2 separate regions of the Hordeum vulgare genome follow, and region 1 is linked to region 2. The links are chromatin contacts, called in public Hi-C maps. All regions are on one chromosome and are shown on one strand. Each heading gives the region's core, a stretch centred on a gene start, on an enhancer-like site or on the middle of the called end of the contact. The rest is flanking DNA. Distances are from core to core; before and after follow the strand shown. Region 1 has its middle 180 kb from the start of LOC123430310. Region 2 has its middle 83 kb from the start of LOC123426797.

Region 1 (4,137 bases), core at 256-2,755, 240 kb before region 2:
CATCGCACTGTATGAACGACAAAGATGAGCCGACAAGCTTTTGGGTCAATGCCGAACGAGGGCCGCGGCCGGCGTCGCCTTGCTGGCGAACGTGCAACGGGTCAGACCCGAGCGGCTAAAGGGGGTCTGAGCGCATGCATGTGGCACCGAGGGATTGCCCAAACCTGATGGACCGGCACCCGACCAGTGCATGGCAAGCGCAGTCCCGCCGGCGGCCTGATTCACCAAATCCCACCGATAGGATATGCAAAATACCACCAAATTCCATCGCCACCACAGATCCATCAATAGAGCTCTCGCACCGGGACGAAGGAGGCACCCCGCCGGTAGATTTGCTGTTGAAGAGCTAGGGTGGCCATGAGAAATGGGGTCGGGAGCCTATGGTTTGTGTGCTTGCGGGCGACGGATGAGGGAGAGGAGATAAGAAGGAGAGATCGTGACATCGACTGGCGAGTCAGGGAAGGATAACGCGAGCGAGACGCGTGCCCGCTCCGTGTCCGCGACGACACAAATGACCTCTAAATTTGCGTCCAGAATATATCATGAACGGATGAAAAACAAACGCGCTTATTTTAACTCGTACGTTGGGTCAATTTTTTATCTGTCGCGATCCAAATGAATGCGAGCAGAGGAAATGGGTCAGCGCTTTGCTCCTAACTTTGTAGACTCAATCTCCCTCGGATCCGGCGATCCGGACGAGCCAACCTCCCGTTCCGCGCCCTTTGCCCTCTGCCTCCCCGTGCGTTGTATACGTACGTACGCCCGCGGGTCAAATCAAATACTACTCCTACTGGCGTCGCGGCTGCGTGCGTGCGTGTGCGCTGCGCGGCGCGGCGGGCGAGAGATACGGCGAGATCCCCTCCCCGATGACTCCCCGTACGCGAGGCAGGATCACCCGTACAGTAGCCGGAGCAGGAGACGAGTTAATGGCGGCCTCCTTTCGGCGCTTGAATGCGAGGCGGGGCTTTCGGCCAGGTCCCGGACATCGACCGCTGCTTCAATCGGGCCGAGTACTCCCTCCGTCTGTGCCGTGCGTGCGAGTGCGATGTCAGGCTGGTGTGGAAACCCATGCGGCTCGCGGTCTCGGTCTCGGTCTCGCCGGTCAAGCGCCGGCCGGGACGCGCGGGATTCGCATATCGCCGCGCTCCGCGCTCCGTGGTCCGTGGCGAAGCAGGAGGCCGCACCGTCGTGCATCCCTGCCCGCTCGGCCGCACCGTGCTTCACAAGACCAAGAAGAAAAGTTGTACGTGCCCCATCCATATACGATCCAAGTACGTACTTACACAGACAAGATACAGTATATAGATAAGCTAGCGGCTTAGCTGGTGGCGGCAGGTGAGAACAAACCACCGGATCCATGTGACTTGCGTACTACTCCTACAGCTGACAGGCGTGGCAGCTACATGCATGGCAGCAATGGAAGGAGAGTGGTGTAGTACGTGGGGGGGCCATCAAGGACGAGGATCTTTCTCGGATCTCCTCGGCCCTAGGAGTACGTAGGAGGGCTTTAGCTTAACCCCACTTTATTATTATTAGCATTCCGCCGCACGCCACCATGCACTGCGTGTCTGGCCTGCATGCACAGCCAGCTACGGCCCTCCGTAGATTTGGTTTTTGTTCTCTTCTCGCTGATGAAATCTGCAAGCAACGTCACCCGCACAACGTAGCCCAGACAGCGAGGGGGCATTTAATCTGTCCCTCCCGCCCAGGATCCACCCCACTAATGCAAGTGATCCGATAGGTAAACTGTCGCGTCAAGGATATCTGGACTCGATGTGCATGTCTGGATTTAGGAAGAAAGTAACTCTACTACTGCATGTGAAGGAAGACACCTTTTCCGTGTTGTTTTCACCGAAGACTTTGTTTACACATATTACTGACCAGCTGACCGTAATATGAGAATCCGCGAGACAAGGCGTAGTAGTATGATCTACTAATTCAGTGGTCAAACTGAGCTACAATACCCGTCACCATTCTTCAGGATGTGCGACAGATGCACTTCATTTTCTTGTGGAAATTCGGGGATGCGCCACTACGGTCACTTCAGCAAGTTACAGCACATGTGTGTACAATTATTGCTCCTAGTATGCTTGTAGTGCGACCGCTAGATAGTAGCATCCTTTATTATTTTCATCCCGTGCCTCTTTCTCATTGAAGATTCCTTTTTTAGGTTTGGTGTTTTCACTACCGGGTATTTTCATGACATTTTGTTGATGTTTTCCGGTGGAAATGGCCTGCATGGTTACCAGGAATAAAATGATTATTGGCCAACTAACTAACAGGGCAATTTTTTTTGGCAATGCCCTTTTGTTTTGCAGAATCTGTACCAGCAATCTTTGTTGTAATATGTGGCTGGCCTGCTGTGGGTGACTCAAATCTTAGGAGGGTCCATCAAAAGTTCATACCCATCTCTGTGTTATTTTCCTCCCTTCCCTTTACCATCGAGTTGGTAGGCCATGTTGTGTACCCCTCATGCTAACTCCATCGTCCCATTCCTTTCTAATAAAGCTAAAAGATTTATAGGGTGATATGCAAGCAACGCTAGAGAGAGATGTGTGTGTGTGTGTCCTCCACTGGATAGGATATGTAGTTTCCATTGATTCACAATCAGTCGATCGGTCAAAAGAGGGTCAATTGGAAATCTTGAACGTGTTGCTTAGGTCAAAACAGACAGATCTTAAAGCATGGTTTGATGGCGCATCTTTGCCTTCAATTGACTTTATCACAACCTTTTCGAGTTCCTCCGGCTCTCCATTATTCTTCCTTGATGCAGGCTCGACATGTGCCACCGATCCATCATTGCCCTTTCCAGCAACAGCATCAACAGAAAGGTTTAAAGGAAGGCCCTCCTTTGTATGCATGCGTCATTAGCAAGCACTTCCATCCTAGGAGAGGGGCCACTTACTTTGACACTAAATTGTTGCAATATAGTCGAGTGTGATTGGAGCATTGATATTTGGATTAAAAAATGCGAACAAATAAAATGATTTATTGCATTTGATGATTGAATAGTTATAAAATAATTATTTATTGTGTCTACAATTATTATTTTTCATGCATGGTTGCATGTTGAGATGAGTCTTTCACCATCCACGGTTCGTTGTGTTGAGGTGAGTCTTTTACCATGGATGGTTGCATGTTAGGTAAGTCTTTTGCTATGAATGGTTACATGTTGAAATCAAGATAAATATGTTAGTAGAGATCTCTTATCCAGTCACATAAAATATTGGCATGCCACACACATTTGAAATATGATCAATGGTTGAGTAGAAATCGATCGCCTTAACGTACACTTGGCTTAGCTTCCGTTCGGTGAAGGACTCGTGAAGTAGATGCGTAATGTAAGCATTGATCATATTTGGAATGTTCGAAATAGCCATAATGCAAGCATTTTCCACAACTCTTCCTCTATGTTGTTAGTACTAGCAACACCAAAGATATGACTGTTTGAAAATTAGTTGGCGTTGCTCATCTTGGGTCTATGACTTTCTTTCTCATGTACTCCCTCTGACTCCAAAAGGGAGCATATAAATTTTGTATAATGTCAAAAAATAAATAGTTTGTATGAAAAACTATTAACGACAAGAATGCTAAATGAATATACATGGAATTTACTTATTGTCTATGCAGTATACCAATTTGGTATTGCAAATGTTGATAGTTTACTTACAAACCAAGTAAAACTTTGCACTATTTGACTTCAGACAAAATTTATACACCCTCTTTTCAAGCAAGACGGGGGTATTTATTAAACCTCTTCTTACTTACTGAAATAAGGCCAGACATTTGCATTGTTTGTGAAAGAATATCCTCCCTATATCCAACCTCATATTTTGCCATCGCAAAAAGTTGCGATCAACTCCATCTGTTTTAACATATAATTTGTATTACTTTGTATAGAAGTCAATATTTTCTATGTTGGACCAATTTCATAGGAAAAACTATCATTATCTACAGGATCAAGTAAACAAAATCTGAAAAATATTTCATTACGAATCTAGTTATATTGATTTGGTATTGTAGATATCGATACTTACTTCTCTATAAACTTAGTCGAACATAGTTGAACTTTTCAACAATCAAGTAAATATACCAGTATTTACTCAAATCATCTGTAAAGTAAGAACATAATGATAC
Region 2 (3,826 bases), core at 43-2,542:
TCCCCGACGAGGATTCTACCTCCCATGCAAGAATTCATCCTAGTTGACGAGGGATTCAGCTACTCCGACAATAAATTGATTGATTCCAACGAGGGATCATGCTTTTCCGGTGAGGGATCGAGCTTCTGTGGCAAAGAACAGAGGAAGAAGGAGAGAAGCAGCCTCGTGTAGCAAGGGAGAGAGGGCGAGGGGAAGAGGCGGCGTGAGGAGGAAACCTAAATTTCATGTCCACTACACCACATACAAGAGCTTTAGTTGGAGGATATGAAGATGGGCCTGTGGTTTAATGGGCTAGGCCGGTCCATCTAGCTTATTTCTTCGTAGTGCGGTATTAACGCCTAATTACGTCCAATTTTGCTTAATCGCGTCTAAGCTAGAAAAGCATAAGTAGGTGATCGAACGCACAATCAACGCTTAGCGTTTTTTTTTTTGATATTAATACATGGGGATTCGAAGCTTGGGCTCATTGGCGCTGATTTCTTAAAAGAGGTTCAAATCAGTCGCCAAACAGATACTCCCAAAACCCACACGCTCATCCATCGCAGACTTCAGAGAGATCAGAGGGCGGATATTATGGTTGAATGCTCCGTGGCCCACGGCCGATCTTGCGGGACAGAGACGGCGATCGGCCAAAAAGTGCGACACATTCCCAGCTTCCCACGCACGGCGGTTAAAGAATGTCTGCGTCGAAAATGAATGAATGAGCAGCCTGCCTTGCTATGCCAATGCCACCTCGCCAGTCGTGGGATCTTCTCCCTCCCCCCCTCGCTCTGCGCTCTCATTACTAAGACAACCATGCATCAGAAGCAGATTTGGTCCGTCCAGTGCGACAGTGCGAGTCCTACAGAGCCAAGCCAGGTCTCTACTGGTTATTATTCCCACCTCTTGGAAGCCGACATGCGCATCTCGCCAACACGCCGGGCTTCAGTTCCGCCACAGCCCACGCATCGCACACCCCGAGGCCATTTGATGCGGGTCGCCGGATTGAATTCCCGCCACCTGCGTCCGGGATACGGTGCCGGCCCGGAGAGAACAGGCGCGTAGCACGTACAGCGCCCGTACATTACATTACATTACATGACATGCGGATCGGGTTCCTTTGGGATATCGACATGATCGCCTCCATTATGCTAGTAGTAGCTCACCAGAGCAGACTGTTGCAATATACGATGTCTGCCAACGGTTTTATTGCGTGCTGGAAGCGATCTGCGTGCCGCGTACGTGCACGGTAGTGGTGCTTTATGATGGACGGATGGGTGGCAGTCAGTCGTAGACCGACCAGGCCAGGCAGGCGGTGAGAGAGAGGGAGAGGGAGATCTCATGCGTGCGCGTTGGGCTGCTTTCCATCGCAGTCCGGGAGGTCGCGTCCGAGGGATTCGGCGCAGCTAGGAGCCTGTCCGCCTAGTCATGTCGGAAAATCTTCCTCCGACCTCTACCAGACCAGACCACCACGAGCAGGTAAGGTCTGGTGGTAGTGGTACGCCCTGTCAAACTCGGCCTGGTGATTCAAGATCCACGAGGAGGATGCCACTCCACCACGCCAACCATCAAACCTACTACTAGTACTCCTAACACCGGTATTTATGTGAAAATTGACAGTTCTGACCCTTGTCAAAAGACTATACTGCCCTTTTTGAGAATGTATTAACAACTCTGACCTTTGAAAGAAGGTTAAATATTCATCTCAAGAACTTAACCCGAATCTGACCCTTAATGTCAACGCCACCCAAGTTCAAGTGGATGAAGACCAGAGCGAAAACATAACAACAACTCCAACGGGACGATCGAAACAAATGATGATTTTTTCGCTTTTCGTCCGTTTGGATTGGCCGCTGGCTCTGTGTCCGTCCATTCTATGATTTGTATCGACACCGCGCCCAACACGTCGACCTATATTTGTCCGTGTGGCTGGCTAGCCGTCGATTTTTAACAAATGTAAATATTTTGCATACTTTTCGAAAGCAAATGAAATAGCATAATTTCACAACCAAAATAAAATATAGCAAAGTTTTACAAGCCCAATAAAAAATAAATTGTCTAAAAGATACACCTATTGGTTGCTAATGTGATCCCACATATGCTCAACCAAATCATCTTGCAACTAAATATTAGTTTCCCAATCACATATTCATAATGAATTGGGTGAACTGTGCAAAACGATGCCGCTTCTCCGCCTTGCCGAGGCACCACACTGTCACTGTGAAACTCAAACCCTTGATTGTGGAGACGTTTCGGGCGCTCATCCTCTACGATCATATTGTGCATGATCACACAAGCAGTCATCACTTCCCACAACTTCTTGGTGCTGCAAGTTCTAGCAGGATATCGAACTATGCCCCATCGAGATTGCAGAACACCAAAGACACGCTCGACATCCTTCCTAGTACTCTCTTGCTTTTGGGCAAATCTTTTCCTCTTCTCTCCGACAGGGTTGGAGATTGACTTCACAATAGTGGTCCACTGTGGATAGCGTCAGCTAGATAGTATCCTTTGTTGTAGTTGTGACCGTTGATGTTAACATTGATCGGCGGGATGTTGCCTTTGGCAAGCCTTGTAAATACCGGCGAACGTTGAAGCATGTTGATATCATTGTGTGATCCGGCCATGTCAAAGAAAGAGTGTGAGATCCAAATATCTTGAGATGCCACGACCTCATGTATGACAGTACAAGCCTTGACATGGCCCTTGTACTGGCCTTGCCAAGCACAAGAGCAGTTCTTCCACTCCCAGTGCTTGCAGTCTATGCTGTCAAGCATCCCAGGGAAGCCCGGATTTGCATTGGTCGCCAACAAGCGGGTTGTGTGTGCAGTAGTCGACTCTCTCAAGTACTTAGGGTCAAACACTGCAACCACAGCCTTGCAAAATCTGTACAACAACTCTAAGCACATAGACTCACTCATACGGACGTACTCATCGATAAGATCATTAGGTACTCCATAAGCAAGCATACGGATAGCTGCAGTGCATTTTTAATAAGATGAGAAGCCTATTTTTTCAATGGCATCCTCTTTACACTTGAAGTAGTCATCATATCTAACCACCCCCTCTCGAGTCTGGTTGAAAACATGCCTAGCCATATGGAAACGCTGCCGGAATTTCTGATGTTTGGACAGTAGATTGCTTGTGTCAAAGTAGTCCTTCCATAGAAGGAAATGACCGCTCTCTCGGTTGCGATTTAACGTCGGAACATGCCCCAGAATTGAGCCTCGGAACAATGGTCGCTGCCGATTAAGGTGGTCATGGATCAACACGGCAAGCAGCATGTCCTCATCGTGGGAGTCGAACAAAACATTATGGAAAAAGAACTCATCGGCGCAGTCCATTTGTACCTTGAGGCAAACTGTCAAACATCTTCCGGGGGTGGACGATGAAGCTGACCGGCGACGGCGGATTAGGGTTGGCGAAGATGCGGTGGCCCGGCGGTGATGTGGCCGGTGACATGGGTAGGCGCTCGGAGGTACGGGAGGAGGCATCAAAATTGGGCGACGGCCGCGACGAACTGGGGGCGAGGCGAGGGCTAGCTGTCGACACTGTCGGAAGAGGTGGAGAATGACCAATGTGCCAACGACTGACGGACCAGGGGATGGAGTACGCGTCCGTTTTGTGTACGCACCTATCCAAATGAGGCTCAAAATTAAGTCGGGAATGGATCCGCACGCGGACGAAAAGCGGACGCGTGTCCGTTTGGTTCGGCGCGTTGGGCGGATTTTTCTGTCCGCGCGGACCCAAACAAATGGCAGCGGGTGAAATGGGTCATCCCATTGAAGTTACTCTAAGTGTGCACCACATTTGTCTCCCCATTTTTAAACGCAAGGAGAAACAAATA

Evidence for each region. Hi-C and Micro-C count contacts between places; a contact is called where the count stands out from the background.
Region 1: a contact with region 2 is called in a Hi-C map of leaf, with 2.8 times the contacts expected there. The contact joins two enhancer-like sites. A contact is called at or near these places in 2 of 6 Hi-C or Micro-C datasets (leaf and seedling).

Annotation. Positions count from the first base shown.
Region 1 is chr2H:490,018,114-490,022,250 of MorexV3_pseudomolecules_assembly, reverse strand. No RefSeq gene overlaps it. Among protein-coding and RNA genes, the nearest start is that of LOC123430310, 180 kb to the left of the region's middle. Within about 2 kb of position 1,505, at least 3 of the 3 cell types and tissues checked have open chromatin away from gene starts, as enhancers often do. A contact at or near this core is called in leaf, where this site is marked.
Region 2 is chr2H:489,775,872-489,779,697 of MorexV3_pseudomolecules_assembly, reverse strand. No RefSeq gene overlaps it. Among protein-coding and RNA genes, the nearest start is that of LOC123426797, 83 kb to the right of the region's middle. Within about 2 kb of position 1,292, at least 2 of the 3 cell types and tissues checked have open chromatin away from gene starts, as enhancers often do. A contact at or near this core is called in leaf, where this site is marked.